Linked DNA regions of Sus scrofa: regions 2, 3 and 4 are each linked to region 1. A link is a contact called in public Hi-C data. All regions are on one chromosome and are shown on one strand. The core of a region is the stretch at or near the end of the contact, and the rest is flanking DNA. Distances in the headings are between cores, read along the strand shown.

Evidence for each region. Hi-C and Micro-C count contacts between places; a contact is called where the count stands out from the background.
Region 2: a contact with region 1 is called in a Hi-C map of liver, with 4 times the contacts expected there. The contact joins the promoter of HPD here to the promoter of TMEM120B in region 1. A contact is called at or near these places in 2 of 5 promoter capture datasets (fetal liver and liver), 13 of 47 Hi-C or Micro-C datasets (alveolar macrophages, embryonic fibroblasts, heart right ventricle and 7 more) and 1 of 2 datasets of contacts at active chromatin or transcription factors (alveolar macrophages).
Region 3: a contact with region 1 is called in a Hi-C map of liver, with 2.9 times the contacts expected there. The contact joins the promoter of ORAI1 here to the promoter of TMEM120B in region 1. A contact is called at or near these places in 2 of 47 Hi-C or Micro-C datasets (liver and skeletal muscle) and 2 of 2 datasets of contacts at active chromatin or transcription factors (alveolar macrophages and skeletal muscle).
Region 4: a contact with region 1 is called in a Hi-C map of skeletal muscle, with 2.7 times the contacts expected there. The contact joins the promoter of KDM2B here to the promoter of TMEM120B in region 1. A contact is called at or near these places in 2 of 47 Hi-C or Micro-C datasets (embryonic fibroblasts and skeletal muscle).

The regions. Positions count from the first base shown.
Region 1 is chr14:30,955,983-30,958,682 of Sscrofa11.1, reverse strand. It overlaps TMEM120B (transmembrane protein 120B), which reads left to right and starts at 1,333. Exons shown (of 13, transcript XM_021073234.1): 1 at 1,333-1,616. The coding sequence starts at 1,348.
Region 2 is chr14:30,844,193-30,846,892 of Sscrofa11.1, reverse strand. HPD (4-hydroxyphenylpyruvate dioxygenase) reads right to left here and starts at 1,280. Exons shown (of 14, transcript NM_001348964.1): 1 at 1,203-1,280; 2 at 1,058-1,084; 3 at 474-536; 4 at 4-108. The coding sequence starts at 1,205.
Region 3 is chr14:31,026,605-31,029,376 of Sscrofa11.1, reverse strand. ORAI1 (ORAI calcium release-activated calcium modulator 1) reads left to right here and starts at 1,369. Exons shown (of 2, transcript NM_001173519.1): 1 at 1,369-1,692. The coding sequence starts at 1,384.
Region 4 is chr14:31,055,914-31,058,632 of Sscrofa11.1, reverse strand. It overlaps KDM2B (lysine-specific demethylase 2B), which reads right to left and starts at 1,380. Exons shown (of 24, transcript XM_021073427.1): 1 at 1,243-1,380; 2 at 1.

The DNA.
Region 1 (2,700 bases), core at 84-2,583:
TTTTTTTTTTGTTTGTTTGTTTTTCCAGAGGTTGTTACAGGTTGACTGTGTCCCTCAGAAAGATATGTCGAAATCGTAATACCCACTACATCAGGAGTGACCTTATTTGTTTTTGTTTTGTTTTGTTTGCCAATGCCTGCAGCATGTGGAAGTTCCTGGGGCCAGGGACTTGAACCCAAGCCACAGAAATGACCTGAGCTGCTGCAACACCTGATCCTTAACCTGCTGCACCACAAGAGGATACCAGAAGTGACCTTGTTTGGAACTACAGTCTTTGCAAATATAATTAGTTAAACTGAGATGAGTTCATGCTGGAGTCGGGTGAACTCTTAATCCAAGGAGATTTGTGTCCTTATAAGAGGAAAGGACTCACAGAGACAGACACACAGGGAAGGAGGCCATGTAAAGAGAGACAGAGATTGGAGAGGTGAAGTGAGAGCCAGGGAATGCTAAGAATTGATGGCCACCACCTTAAGCTATGAAGAACCAAGGAAAGATTCTACCCAGAGTCTCAGAGGGAGCATGACCTTGCCGATTTGATTTCTCACTTCTAGCCTCCAGAACTGTGAGAGAATACATTTCTGTTTAAGCCACTCAGTTTGTGGGACATCATCCAGTTTGTGGTTAGGGCAGCCCTAGGAAACTAATACAGGTATTATTTGACCTAAGGCTAGAATGATGAGAAAAAGGCAACCATATGAACATTTAGAGGGAAAACTGTTCCAGGCAAGGGCAGGAAGAAAAAAATGTGGCTGGAGAGTATTGATCTAGGGTGGGTGAGAAAGGAAATGTCACTGGAAAGCTAGGCAGGGATAAATCTTGCAGGATCGTGCTGAGGACGGAATTTGGATTCAGTTAGCATTGAGATGGTTGTGTTGTTTGATTGACAGAAACAGCTGTCAAGAGAGTGACCCAGAGTCTTAGAGGGCAGGATCTAGGATGTATTAGTTGCAGTAAATAATGACAATACGAGATGACAGGGCGCTGCCCTGCGCTGCCTGGCGACCTTGCTGGACGGTCAATATCAGTTCTAGAATTATAGGCTGTCGTTGGCTTTGGCTCAGTGAAGGCAATGCCAAGGGGTGGTGACCTTTCACTTCTCCCGTTTCCTTTTTCCCTTTCGACCCTAGCCCTTCAAATACACGCGATCTAAGTAAAATAAGCTCTATGAATGCGGCTTGCGGACAAGACACACACACCCGGCCCAGAACCAGGCCAGAGAGATTCTGGAGGCGGAGAAGCATTCCCAAGGGGGTAGCTGCAGAGTGTGCCAAATCCTGCAAAGCTACAGCAATCGCCCGGCAGGCGCGCGGCGTGCGGGGGCGGAGCCGGAGGAGGTGCGTGCGCATGCCCGGGGCTTGCCTCCCGGAGAGGGGGTGGGGCGGGAGCCGGGGCGGGGGCTGTGACGTCAGGTGCGCGCGTGGCTCCGGCTGCGCAGGAACAGCTGGTGCCTCTGAAGGCGGCCGGCGAGCGGACTGGCGTGAGGTGCTGGTGGCCCGCCGCGCCACGCTGCGGGAGCCACCGCCGCCGCCTCGCACCGCTGCACCATGTCCGGCCAGCTGGAGCGTTGCGAGCGCGAGTGGCATGAGCTGGAGGGAGAATTTCAGGAACTGCAGGTAGGACCGGGCCACCTGGTCCCGAAACTGCTACCTGACGTGTAGTGTATTCCCCTTCCTGCTTCGCCAGCCAGGACAGGGGGAACCAGCAGGGCCCAGAGGGTTTCCCCGGCTAGGCCCTGGGGGCTGGTGGTCCTCGTGGGCCAGCTCCCTCTCGTCTCCCTGGACTTCATTTCTTCATCCACCTGGGGCGCCGGGTCGAAGCCCTGGATTCCCCCGCCCTCGCACCGGCTCTTTGCTCCGTACACCTCCTTCGCTGTAGAAAGTTGGTCGGTGGCCTCTGAGGGGAAGTTCCAGGCGTGTCCATGTTGGGGAGGCCTGAGGGGACAGGTATGTGCCGGGACTCAAAGTGCAAGCCCAGCCCCCATCTCCCCCAGGGTCTCCCCAAACCTCACTGCCGCCCACCAGCTGTTTTGGCAGCTGAGGTCCCCCTTTACTCTGGCGGGGCAGCCCGGTCCTCTGCAACTCTATTTTGGTAGATGTGCTTGGGAGCCATTCACCTTGAACCCACAAGCTTTGCGTAAGGGTGAGAGACCCTGTTCTCAGTCTTTGGGGCTCCTGTGTCTGTGTCTGTCTCTCTGACGCTGCTACAGGCCGAGTTTGGCGTTGTGGATGACATCTGTCAGTTCTGACCTAGGTTGCTTCCCTAAGTGATAGAGGGCTCAGCTCTCACCCCTTTGGCCCAGGGTCTTATACTGGGTGGGGTGAGGGTGGGTGTAAGAGAGGCCCCTTGAGAGTATGGCCTGATAGGAGGTTCACAGAGGCCTCAGCCACCTTTTCTGCTAACCAGAGACACCTTAAGAAACCTTGGGGTTGGCCAAGAGGGATGTCTGGGCAGTTTTTGGAGATGGGGCTGTTCCCTCCGGAGCTACTGGATTGTGTTTGTTTTCTCCAGAATTGGGCTCTGTTTGCCTGAAATCATGTGGAGCACCAGCAGCCCACTCCTTCCTAGCCTCAGCTGGAGCAGTGACATTTCCTGTCCATGTAGCTCTTACCTGCAGTTGGTTGGCCTCTTACTGTGTCCAGAGGAGGGAGCAGGGAGATTGGCAAGGGTGTCTGTGATGAGTCTTTCTAGGTCCTGATG
Region 2 (2,700 bases), core at 31-2,530, 110 kb after region 1:
CACCTTATCTTGCTTGACCACGTGGCTGACCACCTCCCGGGACCCCGTCTCCAGGCCCTTGTAGGCTAGGGGTTCGAAGCCTATCTTGCTGCAGTAGTACGACGCAGCCTGGAGCACAGAGCCACAGCTGGGCCGTGAGGGTCAGGGGCTGTGGTGGAGGGGGCCCCCCCAGCTGAGAGCCCCCAGTCCCCTCAGCCTGTCCCCCCTGTTGCCCCAGGTGCAGAGTCCCTCCTGGGAAGAAAGGTTGCTCCCCGTCCCATTCTGAGCTCAGGCGAGTTTCCCGCTGGGGTCCACAGCCTCAATTGTGTAATTTAGGATCCAAAGGGTGACTGTCTATCCGGGACAGTCCCCGCACCTGCCCTGATCCACCCCTCGTAGGGACCAATCACAGACCTGGCTAGAGGCCTGCCCTTGTTCAGGAGGCCTTCTCCCCTACCCTCTGCCCCCTCCTGGCACCTCACCCCGGCTTCTACCTGTTTGGCATTGCCAACCCAGAAGGTCACGGAGTGGAAGTGGAGGAATCGGCCTCTCTCGGGCTGCAGAAGGAGAGGAGGGGTGAGGCTGAATCCCTGGAGGTGGGTCTAGAAAAGTGCAGGTGGAGAGGGGGTCCCCAGCCACCCCCCTTGTTCCAGCCTCAGTCCCAGAACTGAGAAACCAACCCACTGCACCCCCTGCCGTGAAGCCTTGCCAAGTCTCAAAAGAGGTTTCTCAGGTAGAAATTGAGCTTCTGTGGGCTCCTGATTGGTCAGCCCCCTCAGGAGGCCTGTCCAGTTTTCGAGGGGGAAACAATCTTATGCTATAGCAACACAGATTTAAGTTAGAGTTTAGAAAGAACTTCCAGACAGGATTAAGAGATTGGCAGGACTCGAAGGAGTAAAAGTGTTTCTTAGAAGGGCAAGGCTGAGTCCAGCTTAGTCTAGACGTGGCACAGGGAGCCGGAGATGAACTTGAGTCTGCATCCTGGACATCACCAACCCTCTGTAGCTCTTTCTCTTCTGCTATTTTCTGACACTTGGGTTTCCTGGGACACTGAACCCACATTTCCCCTCTCGTTTACCTTCTCTCCTTTGTCGCTGTAAGACGTCTAAGAAGAAAGAAAAGGACAGTATGACATGGAAGCTTGGACCCAAGGTGCTTCTGGAAATCTCACTGCCGATCTGTGCCACCAGGGGAGGTTGCCATAGCCCCAGGCAGGTGCTTACCATGACTGCTCTTGGTCACACTTCTGCTGATGAGGCTGGGATGAGATGCCAAGAGCGGAGTGCTGGTCAGAAATATTTAACACCAAGCAGGTCCCGCCCCTGGCCTCCTGGGCTGCCTGGGGGTGGGGGCTGACCTGGGAGCTCCTGCGCCTGGAGGCCTCTGATCCAGCTGTGGCCTCATTGGACGGGGTGGTGCTGTCAGGCCCAGAGAAGGGGAATGACTCATCTAAGGCCACTAGCCAGTGGGGGGACAAAGCCAGGGGCCAGAAGCCAAGGGCATATTCTCTCTAAGACCTGGGGCTGGTCCCGCCGATCTCTGCCCTCCAGAATCTAAAGCTTAGAAGGCCAAGGCCAGCTTTGTGTGCAGGAGTGGCTCCAGAATTCATATTTGGGGAGAAGTGAAAGAGGGATTAGGGATTGGTCTTGAAGCCCTGTTTGCAGAGCGAGTGTGTGGTTTACATTTAGGCAATCAAGTTGTGTTCCGTAGTGGTTAGAGGCATGGGTATGGGGGTTTAAATCCTGGAGCTGCTATGTTCTTTGTAACTGCAGAAAGTTACGTATTTCTCTAAGCCTCAGTCTCCCCATCTGTGGAAAGGGAGCAATAGTAGTGGAGCAGGGGGATTCGGTAAGAAAAACATAAGTTTCAGTGCCTTACTGGCACACCCTAAGGTCTCTCTTAATGTTGATTATGACTCTTTGTTTCTTTGGGGTTTGGGGGAGCTGATAGAGAGCAGGGAGCCCTTGGTATTGCTCGAGCCTGAGGAAAGGAGGAGAGGTTGTGGCCCTACCCGTGACCCAGAGTGGTGGAAAGTGGAGCTGAGAGCTCTGGGAGAGGAAGGCCTGGGCTCTCCCCAGCACCCTGTCACCTGAATCCACAAGGCTCACTTCCCTGGAAGGTGGAGTGCTGGCTGCTGGCCACCTATGGATGGCATTTACCTGAGGCCTCCGGGACAGCCCCCTGCCTCTGGCTCCACCAGAAACTCCATCGTTGAGCCATCTTCCTAGGGAACTGACTTAATCCACTATCATCGTTACCTGGAAACACCTTCCAGCCCTTGACATTGGCAGTCCCAGCCAGGACTCTGTTACCACCCCCACCGTCTTGCATTTCGACTTCTTGTATGTCCCACACCAGCCTGTTTGGTTGTTGTTGGCTTTTGAAAGTGATATTTATTTTGTCCCAATTATACATAATTTATAGTCTCCCCCCAATTTATTTAAACTAAAAAAAAAAAGTTGGTTTACTGTTTTCTCTCGTTCCCCACCCCCCACCTCTGGCAACCGTGGGTCAGTTCTCTGTATCCATGAGCTTCTTGTGTGGTGTGTTATGTTTTTTAAGATTCTACATATAAGAGAGAGCATATGGTACTTGTCTTTCTCTGATTTATTTCACTGTGCATAATGCTTTTGATGTCCATCCAAGTCAGCCCAAATGGCAAAATGTTTATTCCCTTTTATGGCTGATTAATATTCCATTGTAAATGTACCACATCTTCTT
Region 3 (2,772 bases), core at 120-2,619, 71 kb before region 1:
GTACCGTGGCTTTTGTTCCAGACGCTGGTGAATTGTAAGTGAACGAATTGGACAAAACAGACCAAAATACTTAACCTAAAATATAAAAAGGCCTCGGAGTTCCGGAGTTCCCGTTATGGCGCAGTGGTTAACAAATCCGACTAGGAACCATGAGGTTGCGGGTTCGGTCCCTGCCCTTGCTCAGTGGGTTAACGATCCGGCATTGCCTTGAGCTGTGGTGTAGGTTGCATTCGCGGCTTGGATCCTGCGTTGCTGTGGCCCTGGCGTAGTCTGGCGGCTACAGCTCCGATGAGACCCCTAGCCTGGGAACTTCCATATGCCGCGGGAGCGGCCCAAAGAAATAGCAAAAAGACAAAAAAAAAAAAAAAAAAAAAAAGGCCTTGGAGTTCCCTGGAGCCTCAGGTGGTTAAGGATCCAGAGTTGTCACTGCCCTGCTCAGGTTCAATAACTGCCTCCTCCTCAACTTACACATGCTGAAAGCGAAGCAGAAAAAAAAAGGCGCTTCTAAGTTTTTCAAATTAAAATCGTAGCCCTGCACTACCCATGTTCCTTTTCCCTGCTTTATTTTTTCTATACATCTGTCACCTTCTAAACGATTATAATTTACTCAGTGTTTGCACCGCTCCTCCACTAAAATGTAAGCTCCATGTAGCGGGCAGGAGATTTTGTCCATCTTTTTCACCAACCTAGCCTCAGTGCCTAGAGCAGTGTTGGCACCCAGTAGGTGCTCAATAAATACAGAATTAACTTTAGATCACAGCCGCTCTTTCTCCTGCAGGTCTTGAGTCACCTTGTTCCAAGGGGGAAGGAAATTAGCTTCAGCAGGCGCCCAGAGGTGACCTCAGGTGGCCCGACCCAGCAGTCGGAGCTCCGAGAGAAGGGCCATTGGAGCAGCTGTGGAGATGGGAGGCGCTCGGAGAGGCCCCGGGGGCTGGGGTGCTTCCAGGAAGAGAGGCGGGTGCAGTCAGCGCGGGCATAGGACTGTGGGTGGTGCTGTCGGAACAGAGAAGTCACGTGACTCGCGTTGCTCGCCCCCCCCACGCTTCCTCCTGGGCGGGGCTTGAGTGGGCAGGACGCATGCAAATAAGCCAGGGGCGGCAGCCAATCCTGGAGCGCGCCGAGGGGCCCTGGGATCCTGGACGCTGGCTCACGCGCAAGCTCTCGTCTCTGCCGCCCCCGGCTTTTGCCAGCGGCGAGACGGCCCTGAGAGCTGGATCTGTAGTCGCTTCCTCGACCTCCTTGTTTTCCGCGGCCGGCCGGTTGAGGCCGGACCCGCGCGGGGGGCAGGCGGCGGCTGCTTCAGCAGAGGCGGAGGTGCGGCGGGGGCGGGGGCCGCTGCCCTCGGAGGCGCCCGGGCCGGCCCGCGCCTTTGCAGCGTGCTCCATGCATCCGGAGCCCGCCCCGCCTCCGAGCAGCAACAGCCCTGAGCTTCCCCTCAGCGGCGGCAGCACCACCAGCGGCAGCCGCCGGAGCCGCCGCCACAGCGGGGACGGGGAGCCCCCGGGGTCGCCGCCGCCGCCGCCGCCGCCGCCCGCGGTCACCTACCCGGACTGGATCGGCCAGAGTTACTCCGAGGTGATGAGCCTCAACGAGCACTCGATGCAAGCGCTGTCTTGGCGCAAGCTCTACTTGAGCCGCGCCAAGCTCAAAGCCTCCAGCCGGACCTCAGCTCTGCTCTCCGGCTTCGCCATGGTGAGCTCGGGCAGCCTGCCCTGCCCTGCCCCCTTTCACGTCCTGGCCACTGCCACTCGCAGCCCCGACGGGACCCGTGGGGGATCTAGCTGAGCGAGCTGGGGTTGAAAGGGAAGAGCTGGGAGAAAGCTGCCGTGGACGCGGGAGGGGGCCAGAGGTGCTGGACGTGAGGAAAGAGGGGCGATCATTGACACCCGATGTGGGAGATTGGGTGTCTTACTATGTGCAGGGTTGGAGGGCTCAGGTGCCTTCAGGTGGACCAGCTTGATGCAGCTTGGTCCTCGACGTAGATCTGTCTGTAAGAAGACAGTCCCACATATGTTCTGGGGGCAAGGAAAGTCATGAGCGGTCTGATCTCTTTGAGAACAGGTGGCAGGAGGTTGGGAGAAGGACCCCCGAGTGTCTCCCTTGTGCCCCCACATTTGAGGCTAGCAGGAATTTGCCAGGTTCTTTGATTACCTAGTAGAGGGGATTTCCTCACAGCCTTGCTCCTGCTGCGTTTTCCGAGAGCCTCAGCCCAGGGGGGTTGACAAACACTCCCCACCCGCAGTTTCTTCTTCAGAAACTTGCCACTGAGTCACTGGGTGTGGGGGAGGAGCATGGGACATGTTCCCGTTGAATGGGCTCGTTCTTGATTTAGGGGGTAGGCCTAGTGTCCTCTGCCAGGGCGGGCTGGATTGGAGTGAGAACTAGCCTTGAAGGTGGGATGGGTGAGGCTGAGGTTGGGCTGAGAAGTGACCCCGTGGATGCCCTCAGGCCAGGAATCTTGGCGTCTACCCAGGCAGGGAGCTAGAAAACAATTCATGGTTCTCGCCTTCAGTGACATCAGCCCGCCTGAATGGGGTCTGCCCCCACCCCAAGATCTCTAGCCCACAGCACTCCTGCCTCACCCATGAGTGAGCTAAGCTTTTGGCCTTGAAGGAGGGAGTGGCTGCACCCTTGTGTTTTCTTGGGAAGGCGTTGTGTCTGGTACTCTCCCAGAGTCTCACAAACAAGTGGGTGATGCACAATGCACAGGAACAAGAAATTTTTGGAGGCCCTAAGCAGGCCCTCAGCACCCCAGGCCTCAGTGGAAAAGCC
Region 4 (2,719 bases), core at 131-2,630, 100 kb before region 1:
GCTGCAGGGACCCAAACCAAAGAGCCCAGGACATTATTGGGGGAACTGGGGGTCGCCTTTCATCCTGGGCCCAGATCGAACAGGTGCAGGAGCCGCGCGCCCCCTGCACCCCACCTTTGCGACCGGAGCAACTTTGCGCAAATGCCCAAGATGCTGAAAATCAGGATACTGAGAGGGGCCCGCACCCCCAGGGTCAGGCTGCTCCCAATACAGGGCACTTCCCCTCCTGCATCTTTGGAGGCCATGGAAGGGATATCTGGGGACTTCGCCTCCCCCCCCCCTCCCCCGAGAGGTGTTGAGTTTTGCCCACTCGGCCGAGAGCCTGGTTATGTAACCCGCGAGGGGGGCTCCGCGCACGGGCTGGCGGGGCATTTGTAGGCCCCGGGAGGAGCCGCCACAGCGCCCGGCTCGGCGCTAACAGCAGCCCTGGCGGCCGCGGCCGCAGAGCCGGGAAGCCGGAACCCGGGGCCGGCGGCATTTCTAAGACTGGAGCCGCCCCCGAGCTACCGGGGAAGCTGGAAAGCTGAAATGGAAGGACTGAGACCCCAGCCGCCCCCGCCGACCGCCCGCCAGTGCAAGAAGAAGAGGTGGGAGGAGGGGTTCCGGGCTTGGGAAGGGGAGAGGCAGACGGCCCGCCACAAAGCTCCCATCGGAGACCCCAAAACGCACCAGCAGCTGCCTCATCTCCCCACAAGCGCGCGCGCACACTCACTTCCTAAGGAGACTCCCCCACCACTCCCCGCATCCCCTGCCTCCTCCCTCCACCGCCGAGCGCCCGGCCTCGCAGCCCCCCAGAATCCGGGCGAACCCCGAGCCCGCTTAACCCCCCTCCACGCCTTCCCCCGCTACCATCTCCCCACTTAAGTGTCTGAGACTCTGAGCCTCACAAGGGACTGGAGGAGTAAGCTGCTTGCTTCCTTTTGCATGCAATTTATTATTTTTTTCCGGTCCTCTTGCAAAATATAGAAAAGGAAAGAAAAGGCAGCAAGAAACAACAACAAAAAAATAGATCTATCATATACCAGATACAGATTTGGGGAAAAAAAAAAAAGCTACACACCAATCTTCTTCCAGAGTCTTTCTCTGCCTCCATTTTTTTAGGAGAGTTCACCAATTAATTGTCAACACTCCTGCCCCCTGCATATTGGCGGAGGGGGGAAGGAGGGAAGACCAAAGAAAACAAGCCAAAAAATAAATAAATAAAGCAAGCCAGAGCCGAGATCTACAAAGTTTTGCACCAACACTTAAGCAGATCCGTTTGCAAAGTCCTAGGAAACCATTTTCAGCAGTTGTGTGGGGGGGGAGGCGTCGACGTCATAATCCCCGGAACGTAAACATTGTTGCCGATCGCGCTCGGAGCCCGCGGCCCGGCTAGTGATGGTGGGGGCACTCCTCCCGGGATGGGGGGGGCGGGGGCGGCGGCCAGAGGAGGCGTGGGGAGGGGAGGGCGCCCGGGAGGCACCGGGCGCCGTTAGCGCCCTGGCATCGCTGTTTTGTTGTTGGGTCACGAGTGCGCCTCTGCACGCAGGCGCCGCCGCCGCCCGGGAGTTGTGTGCAGAGCTGACTTTTGGAAGGGCTGAGTTGCAGGCGGCGGGCGCATCCCGGAGATGGCGGGGCAGGGAGGGAGGGAGAGAGGAGGGGGTAGGGAGGGAGGTGCAGATTTGCACGGCTGGCCTCAGCGGGAGGCGCGGAAATGCAAGCCGAGCTTGCTGGCGTGAAAGCCTCCAGGGTCTGGCACCCCCAAAAACGACCTCCCACCTCAATCCCTTCCCCCATTGCCCTTGGCCCCCACGGGTTAACCCTCTTCCTTCATTTCACCCCACCCCGTTACCTACGTGGCCGACCCAAACTGAAAGCATTTTGTGTATATATAATTTTTTTTTCTTTGCTGCCACTTTTTGGGGGGTCTTCTCCAGGCCCCCATAAGCGGACCTGCTCGATGGAGGAGGCATTTGGGGGCTCAGGAAGAAATTAGCGCAGCTCCATACCTGTACGGACTGCACAACTGTTAAACTCCAGGACTCAATGATAAGGATCCACATACACACAGGTACAGAAATACAGCCAGAGCAGAGCCTTTTCAGACCCGAGCTGACCGGAAGACATTGCCTTTCATTCATTCATTCTGCCCGCGTCTGTGGAGACCTTTACTAGGCGACAAGCCCTGGAGCAGAAGTTGGACATTTTTTAAAGGTCCCTGCGCTCGCCAAGAGGAGGAAATAGATGCTCAGGAGTGAACTACCGAGAGAATCGGATCTGGCGCCTCCTAACGCAGCTGGCAGACATGCGAAGGGTAAGCCCTTATTGGCTGTTTATAGGAGAAAAGTCGGTGGAAAGGTGCAAGGCGCTGGGATGGGGCATGGGGAACTTTGGGCTCCCCTTGATTAATCCTACAGCGCTGCTTGACAGAGGTATGGGCACCCTCTGGACGTATATGGAGTATCGTTAGATCTGGATATGCTTCCCTGCCCACAAACCTAGTTCGCTGGTTCGGGTTCCCCAAAACTGGAACCCTGAATGTGTTGTCCATCAAGAACAACAGTCAGGTCGACTTTGACTGTGAGAAAAGCTGGCCCTAACTTCTAGCCCAACTAGGCCCTGCTCTTGGGGGTAAGATCCGGATGAGGTGGCATGGCCCCAGGGCTACAATAAAGGAACATTTTACCTGCTCAGAGCAGGCTTTGCACGAAAAACTTCCCATACTTTAAATTTTGCTTCT